Linked DNA regions of Mus musculus: regions 1 and 3 are each linked to region 2. The links are chromatin contacts, called in public HiCAR-type and promoter capture Hi-C maps. All regions are on one chromosome and are shown on one strand. The core of a region is the stretch at or near the end of the contact, and the rest is flanking DNA. Distances in the headings are between cores, read along the strand shown.

The links. Promoter capture Hi-C pulls out the DNA fragments that hold promoters and counts their contacts. HiCAR-type assays count read pairs that join an accessible place to other places.
Region 1: a contact with region 2 is called in a promoter capture Hi-C map of hippocampal neurons, with 5 times the contacts expected there. The contact joins the promoter of Cep85l here to the promoter of Slc35f1 in region 2. A contact is called at or near these places in 2 of 39 promoter capture datasets (cranial neural crest and hippocampal neurons), 2 of 484 Hi-C or Micro-C datasets (both in embryonic stem cells) and 1 of 115 datasets of contacts at active chromatin or transcription factors (stem cell-derived neural progenitor cells).
Region 3: a contact with region 2 is called in a HiCAR-type map of astrocytes, with 3 times the contacts expected there. The contact joins the enhancer-like site here to the promoter of Slc35f1 in region 2. A contact is called at or near these places in 5 of 39 promoter capture datasets (hippocampal neurons, liver, second pharyngeal arch cranial neural crest and 1 more), 1 of 484 Hi-C or Micro-C datasets (cardiomyocytes) and 6 of 115 datasets of contacts at active chromatin or transcription factors (astrocytes, embryonic basal ganglia, embryonic forebrain and 3 more).

Annotation. Positions count from the first base shown.
Region 1 is chr10:53,378,456-53,381,155 of GRCm38.p6, forward strand. It overlaps Cep85l (centrosomal protein 85-like), which reads right to left and starts at 1,428. Exons shown (of 13, transcript NM_001204983.2): 1 at 1,054-1,428. The coding sequence starts at 1,126. It overlaps Gm46225 (a long non-coding RNA gene), which reads right to left. Exons shown (of 3, transcript XR_001779770.2): 3 at 2,131-2,269.
Region 2 is chr10:52,689,187-52,691,886 of GRCm38.p6, forward strand. Slc35f1 (solute carrier family 35, member F1) reads left to right here and starts at 1,315. Exons shown (of 8, transcript NM_178675.4): 1 at 1,315-1,983. The coding sequence starts at 1,811.
Region 3 is chr10:53,502,094-53,504,793 of GRCm38.p6, forward strand. All of the region lies in intron 1 of Gm40650 (predicted gene, 40650), which reads left to right. Gm20597 (predicted gene, 20597) reads right to left here. Exons shown (of 4, transcript NR_037973.2): 4 at 1-1,614. Among named protein-coding and RNA genes, the nearest start is that of Gm40650, 15 kb to the left of the region's middle. Within about 2 kb of position 1,333, at least 85 of the 459 cell types and tissues checked have an H3K27ac peak or open chromatin away from gene starts, as enhancers often do. A contact at or near this core is called in astrocytes, forebrain, second pharyngeal arch cranial neural crest and 1 more, where this site is marked.

The DNA of each region.
Region 1 (2,700 bases), core at 178-2,677, 690 kb after region 2:
ACGTCAAATGACCTCATGAGAGTCACATTTCAACTACGTCCATTACAATTCATAACAATAGCAAACATTACAGTTATGAAGTGGCAATGAAAATAATTTTATGGTTTGGGGACATCACAACATGAGGAACTTTTAAAGTTCGCAGCATTAGGGAGGTTGAGAACTACTGATAGTTTAGAATTTAAACTGTCACAGAATTTCATTGTTCAAAATTTCAGTAGCAATGTGCCTGCATGGTATCTTCAAAAAGGCAGAGAATACCACAAAAGGACTCCTACAAAATGCTTCTTTTCGAACAGTTTTGCAAAAGGTACACAACTGCCTCTAAGTTACACAAGTCAAGTTCTAACACTTTGTAGAACAGGGTTACCACCCATGGGTCCCCAAAATACCTAAATTTTTAGGAGAAATTCTGCGTACAAATAAGTAGCCCTTTTCTCTTGGGGGGTGGGGGGGAGAAGGAAAAAAATTTATGTATCTTTCAGCTTTTCAAAGGGGTTCATGATTCAGTTCAGATTAAAGAGCCCTTTAGACTGTCATCATTAGATAACTTGTCATGGTCAAGCCAACTCTTCTTGTTCTATTCCACGTTAGGGGAAGATTTATAATTCAGTGGCTCCTACACAACTTCTGGGTGATGCAGGCATGAAATGGTTGTCTGATTCTAACAGTCCCTACAACCACCACCGCAAAGCTGCAACCCCCCAGTTTCCCTGAGCCCCGTTTCGAAGGCGGCTGGGCTCTGATGGGACCCAGGAGAGCCCTGGCAGCCATGCGACCTGCTTTCTAAGAGCTGCCGCCCCCTCGGGGGTCTCAATCGGCGACCAAGTCCTCAGCAGCTTCTCTGGAGCAGTGGCTGCGGGCGACACTGCAGCGACCTTCCCGCCCGCGTCCCGCGTGGGGCAGCCACGCACACCACACGAGGGACAACAAAGCCCGGCCGAGCGGCCCAGAAGAGCCGAGTTGTCACCCCGCGGGGGTCGCAGGCCTTAGGGCGCGGACTCCGGAGAAGCCCTGGCGGCCGTCACCCCACCCGCCCGCAGTCCTCCTTACCCGCAGGGAAGCTGCGGGCCCCGCTGGGGCTGTCCCGGCCGCCAGCCTCCGGGGCCAGGAAACGGCCCCACATAGCGGGCGAGCGGGCGAGCCTGGAGCTCGGGGCCCGCGGTCGCCTCGGCTTCTGGGCGGAAACTTGAGCGGAGCCTGGGCCTCGGCAGCGCGGACCGGACCCGGGCGGGGGGCTTAACGGCTGTTCAGCGACGGCCCCGGAGCGCGGCGGCTGCCATGGCCCAGCCGGCTGCGCTGAGGCCCGGGCCGGGGAAGCTAGTAGCTCCCCGGTGACGGCGGCGCGATCGCAGGCTCCGGGGCTCAAAGCGAATCTGCAGCTGCGGCTTCTCTCAGCCCCCTCCGCCCGGCAGAACCTTAGGCAGCGGGCCGGGCCAGGACAGGCGGGGCCTGGATGGGGCTGGGGGCGGGGCCCAGAGGGCGGGGCCTCAAGGCGGGGCCTGGGACTCTTGGCGAACCAAAAACCTATTGCTAACAGCATGCGGGTGATCATCCTGAAGCCGCTCCCTACTTCTCCATCCTGTTACCTTCAAGCTGAGAGAGGGTCCATAATTTAATCCCAAACCCTGTCTTCCTATACGTGCTTTCTAGGGGCACAGTTGTTATAAAAGGTGCGAGTTGTCCCTGCAACCGCTTCAAGGGGCTGTGGGGCTAGCCATCTGACTCAGAATGGAGATCAGAATTAAAATTGTTGTCATGCGTTCCACAAGCACCGGTTATGGATCACGGTGGGAATAGAAAAGAGGACATCCCTGCCTCCCACATCTGCTCCACTTTATTTCCCACCCTTCCTAGGAACAGACATCCTGAGAAAAGACAAAGGAATACAGCATCCTCTTGCAATTACTCTTGTTGGCAATATAATCATTTGAATATTTAGATACAAACTAAACACTGTCAACCACTGTACAAGGAGGCAGTCTCAGCATGCCAATCAGAAGTAACCCAGACGATAAGTTCCTTAGGCTTTGAGTCCAGTGATGTTTTTCCTAATGTGGAAACTGCTAACAAAAGCTTAATATTGATGTATCCTCAAGTAAAATACTACTTAAAGCTTGTGAGGCTTACATTTAAAAATGTGTGCTATAACTCACCACATTTGCTGAAATGTACCAAACCGTGGTTATACATCTAGTCTCCTTCCTGTAGATCTGCAGATATTTCTCCAAATCTTCAGATGTTGGTCAACCGTCAAATGATTCTGATGCTAGAAGGTGACAGAAATATGAAAATATAACGAGATGGCTCTTTATCTGATCTAAAATGTATCTAATTATTTATTGACAGTTGAAAAGGATGGGGAAAAAAACATTAACAGTTCCACAAAGAAAAATATCGAAAGTAAAAATACTATATCTACAAATACATCTTTTCATAATTTGTAGTTTAACAAAAAGCCCAAATTCGCTGGAAACTTGATGTGTAACCCAGGCTGCCCTCAAACTCCTGGTTCTCCTGCTTTAGCCTCCTCTGTGCTTTCTAGAAAGAAAGAAAAAGGAGAAAGAAAGAAAGAAAGAAAGAAAGAAAGAAAGAAAGAAAGAAAGAAAGAAAGAAAGAGAGAGAGAGAGAGAGAGAGAGGAAGGAAGGAAGGAAGGAAGGAAGGAAGGAAGGAAGGAAGGAAGGAAGAAAGAAAGAAAG
Region 2 (2,700 bases), core at 65-2,564:
TCTTGTTTGTAGTAATTCTTTCACCTGTCCTGAAAATCTGGGGTGAATATTCTAGAATGAAAAGTCACTAAAGAAGGCATGGGGTGATGTTCTAATTATAAAATGGAAAGTGTTCCAAGCTGGGTAGAATTTTGTAGAAAGGGGCCCTGGGGACAGTTCAGGTAGAAACTGGGTTTGACAGATACTTAAATATAGACAGGAGAAGTTTTGTACATTTCTGTCTATCCAATTTTTTTAATGACAAGAACCCCTATTATGATACAAAGGACTGGCTTCTTTTTGTCCCACCCACTGCTCTTTTGTCCCTCTTTTCCCTGTTTTGAGAATACATCGTCTACTTTTGAATGTTATTTTTCTCTGAACATCCTAAACAGATGTTTTCATTTGCTAGTCTTTAGAGCATTTGGATTTAGTGGCAGTATCAATGTGCTTTCGTGTGAACAAATATACCTGTTAAACTTACTCAATAGGATCAATTCCCTATTCTGCAGTGAAGTGGGCAAAACTTAAATGCATATCATTCTTGTGGCAAGATCCTTGCCCAGGCAATCTAGATTAAGAGGCATCTGAAAAAATTTCCAGAGTCAATAACTATTTGAAATGCAGATCAATAGGTATAAGGAATGTCTGGGATAAGGTCCATTGGGCAGAAAGTGGGCTATGATTTCAGGAGCTAACAAAGTTATTTGTTTGACAGCTGGAGGACCTTGAGGGAGCCATCAGGCCCTCTTGATGGGTAATTTACTTCATTTAACTCTTACAATGCCATGGGCAACTCAGGAGTAGCCTTGTCCTAGAATTTAAAAAAAAAAAACTTTCTAGGATCTCTGTTATTTTCACTTTCCTTCCACAGTGCTCTGTTGCCTAAATGGAGTTGTTTTGGGATGACTTAGTTTGCTTTTCCCAATTCCCAGCATGCATTTTTAGTGAGAAACTGTTTTACTTCCTTTTTCCTCCAGGTCCATTCTAGATGAGCATAGTTGTGATATTTAGGGTGCTTAATTTGTAGCCTGGACCAACAAACTGTCTCTGGGTTGTGCCTCTGTCCCGGGCCCATGGTGCTGGATTCTGCAGAGCCTCCGCAGAAGCAAGAGGAATCCTCCCCAATTTCACAGGGAGGATGTATCCACTACTGCACTTAAAAGACAAAAGTACCCACCACCAATCACAGCATCCTAGACCAGGGGCCTCTTTGGATGCCAGGAGGAGGGTTGGGGACACCAAGGCACCTCCGGAGCGCCCTCTGGCGGGGAGCAGAGCGTTCATCCCACCCCCACCCCCCTCTGCCGGCGCGGCGCCCCCGCCCGGCGCTCCAGGTTCACTCTTGGTTTCTCACTCCGTGAGACACAGACGGCAGCTTTCTAAGCGAACCCGGCGCCAGCTGAAGCGGCGCCACCACAACTGCCACAGCCAGGACAAGCCCTAGGCACTGGGAGAGAAGACGAAACCCGGCAGCCCCGTTCCTCTCTCTGCACGGTCCTTGCAGTGGACCCGGCAGCTCCGGGTCCCCGCCGACCCCCTTTGCAGCCACTTGGCGGGGTGTGCCAGGACTTGGTTGCAGCTCCGGCGGGAGGTGGCAGCGGCCCGGAGAGAGGGTGTGCAGCCAGGACTGGGTAGCAACCCGAGAGCACTGGGCTGGGAGGAGGCGGCCGGAGCCCGCCGGTGTCTCCCGCTTCGTCGCTTCGCAAGCGGCACCGCCTCCCCGGGCCGGGGCCGCTTGGCCGGGTCCTCTGCTTGTTCCCGGGCCCGGAGCCCGCGCACTATGTGCGGGGCAGCGTTCTGATAGCCATCCACCTCCGCCTCCGCCGCGATGATTCCCCCCGAGCCTCCGCAGCCCCAACTGCAGCCACCACCTCCACCGGCCCCGCCGAACCATGTGGTGACCACCATCGAGAACCTGCCAGCTGAGGGCAGCGGCGGCGTGAGCCTGTCCGCCTCCTCCCGGGCTAGCATGCGCCAGAGGATCCGCAAAGTGCTGAACAGGTGAGCACAGGCTCCCAGTGGGGACACCAGGGACAGGCACTGCAGGCGCCTAGCCCGCGGACCCCTTTCTCCCCATCCGACGTGTCCCCGAGGTCCTTTGGCACTGGGTCCTAGCCAGGGGAGAGAGCCAGGGCTCGCTCTCTTTCCCTGCGCTCTCAGAGAGGCCGCGACAGCTTTGTCCTGACGCTGGGATCCCCCAGTGGTCGGGCTGCAGGCAGGTCCGGAGAGCGAGTTGGAGAAAGGCGGGGTTGTTCTACCTGCAGATGCCCTGTGTGTGTCCATGCTCACGCCTCGCATCCTCACGTTGTATCACTTCCCCTTTGCACTCTTATCCCAGCTTTGCGCTTTGGGGACACCCCCACCCCACCCCAACATGGCCCGGGCGGAGGCGGGAAGGCCCCGGGCTGCGGTGATGGCGTGGAAGTCGCCAACCTCACGCTGTCTTTCGCTCCGCCCTGGTGGCACTGATTCCCCTCCCCAGGGGCATAAGGTGAGGATACCCCCACCCCCAACCCCAGACAGAAGGGGAAACACTTCTGCCTGACATTTCACTCGCTGTGCAGACTCTTGATGGCTTTTGGAGTAAGAAAAAGAGGCTAGAGGCCTGGGCCAGACCTGAACAAAGTGCAAGATCTTGCTAGAAGGGTGTGTGAGAATCAGGTGCCTAGTTACTCTGCTTCACACTGCCCTGGTCTCTCTGCTGGAATCTACGTAGTG
Region 3 (2,700 bases), core at 83-2,582, 810 kb after region 2:
TGGTGGAACCTTATATCAGCTAGTACGCTGGTGCTGGGCTCAACACAGCTCTGGTGGACCTGCCAGGAAGCCGTGTTTAGGTGATCCAAGCCCTATGTTGGAGAAAGCATAGCCTCCTCCCCAAAGCAACAGTGTGTTTGTTATATAGAGATGAACAGAAGGGCGGGGTTATTATTATTACATACAGCTGAATAAGAAGGTGTGGTTATTACATACAGATAAACAAGGATTCAGGGTTTCTGGTACACAGCTGGATTAAGGAGCCAGGTTTAGCTAATCTCGGTAGGATCAGTCTCTGTAGGGGAGTAGTCTTCAGAGCGAAAATATCCGTGGGTTCCGGGCAGAGAGTTATGGTGAACATTTTCAGCACACTGTGTTATATCCACACTCAGAACAGGAGGGAAGGCTTTCAGATGGCCCTCCGAGACGGAAGCTTAGGTCCTTGACACAGCGGTGCCCCTGTCAACAGCACACATTCAGTTAGGAACCTCACACTCAGGGCTTCCTAGGCTGCCACACTAGTTACGAGCCTCCGTCTGCTGTGATGCTGGGAAAGCGTCTGTCCACAGCAGGCCTGGTAGAGTACAGTGGTCCTGAGCCCGTTTAAATCGGAGAATCAGAGCGCAGCTGCCTGACAAGGGTGGGCGATGGCTCTTTTAGACGCATCAGGACATACTGAATAGGAAAAGCAGAAACTCTCCCCGAACAGAAAGGTTAGGATGGAGAGGACTAACCACGGAGGATAAGAACAGTGGTTAAAAGGTGGGATGAGGTGGTAATTATTGCATCTCACTCTAGGGAGTCATAGCAGGCTGATGGATCCCGCTCAGGAGGGCCCCGGTAACCTTTAAGTGAAGCCTGCATCCAGAACCTTGGCCTCTCACTCCAAAGCCTCTTGGCCCCTTGAGCTGTGGTTGAGGGTCTCCATGCACCTCTGCTCAGTCCCACTCCAGGGCGCCCTGCTCTTTCTAGCTCCTTTACGTAGAGAACTGAGGCAGCCCAGTGCCTGTGTGGTCCCTAGTGGGCTTCTGTTTCTCTGCTGCTGCCAACTTTTGATTTGGTGTTCCCAGCTTCTCAATTCCAGAAATGGGCCTTTTTAGGCCCAATTGTTGGTATTCTCCCCGCATCGGTGAGAATTTGGCTTTCTTGAAGGAGTTTCTGGGCCGACGCTTGGAGTCTTCCCAGCATTGCTGAACTCAACAGTGGGCAGTGCGGTCACACAGGGCAAAAGACCTCAGAGGACAAGAAACAGACTGTGTCAGGAGAGATGGTGGAGGAGCAGTTTCCTGAGTCCAGGCTTCAGAGACTGAGCGGGAACACAAGACAAAGCAGGGAACTAAAGCCTTGCCACAACAGCCAGTTTGAGGGCAGCCGCTGTGTTCTGACCCAAATCCCGCTCGCTCTCCCATTTGCCTCACGAAGACCTGCTCTCTGAACAACAATGCTGACTGTTTTAGGAGAAGGCAAGTGGAACCATCTGGCGGCCCGGCATAGGTGACAAGTGATAAAGAAGGTATTTCCTCACAGCAGCTCCTGATAAGCTTTCAAAGCTCCTGCGCCCTCCTGGGCCCTCCTGGGCTGGAAGCTTACACTGTGGCGGCTGTCTTTTCATTCCTATGTAAAACAGAAAACAGAGAAAAGGAAGCAGAGCTTCTGGCGCAGGCGCCCTGATCCCGTGTTTCCCTAGTCTGGACTGAGCTTGCTTCCTGGGCTAATTTAAATCTGTTTGAAGCCAGCACTGACTGCTTAGGGTTTTGTTTTGTTTTGTTTTGTTTTTTTGTTTTTTTCTGCCCTAAATGTGTTTTGAAGAATTTTCATCAGCATCTAAAGTATCTTAATCATAGTCTTCATTTAGGAAGATTCCCCAAACTACAAATACATTAGCACTAGCTGTTCATAGTGCCAAAGTACTGACTCATAATATATCAGTCCCGGGCATAGTGGTACATACCTTTTAATCCCAGGACTAGGGAGGCTGAGGCAGGAGATCAGCTAAATAGATTTTAAAAGTAGATAAATAAATAACAAACGATCAAAGTTTCTATTGTAGAATATTTTAAATGCAGAATACAGGTTTTTCTTAGTTGACAGACTGAGAATGTCAGTTTTGAGACAATTGTTACCAATGTTTCTTCTAATAGTCACATGACTACTCATCCTGAGAGGACATTAAATATAAATTGTTAGACTGGAAAGGCAACACGGAAAGAGATTGGAAATAAAAGAAGGAGTAAACCGACCTGAATAGAAACAGATTGCCCTTTAATCAGAAGAATGAAGGACATCACCCTTTCCTCAGGAATGGGGGTGGGGGTGGGGGTTGGGCTATAGAGCAGAAGAGACTTGTTCTCCAGTCTCAGGTCTGTGATTACCAATGGAGGTTGGTGTGCTGGCCTTATCATGATCTGCTTTAGTTTAGTAGGCCGAACCACCCTCTGGACTCCCTTATCAGGAGCTCCATGGACCCCAAGCTTGAACATGTTCCGTAGCCTGCTCTACGCTTTTGGGCCATTAGCCCTTTACCATACTGTACATACATACATACATACATACATACATACATACATACATACACACACACACACACTGAGGATTGGCTATAACTCTGATGTTGTAAGAACTTAATCAAGTTTGGATACAGTGCCCATCCTAGATGATAGAAATGAGAGAAAAAAAACAAACTCTTAGGATTAAATAGTT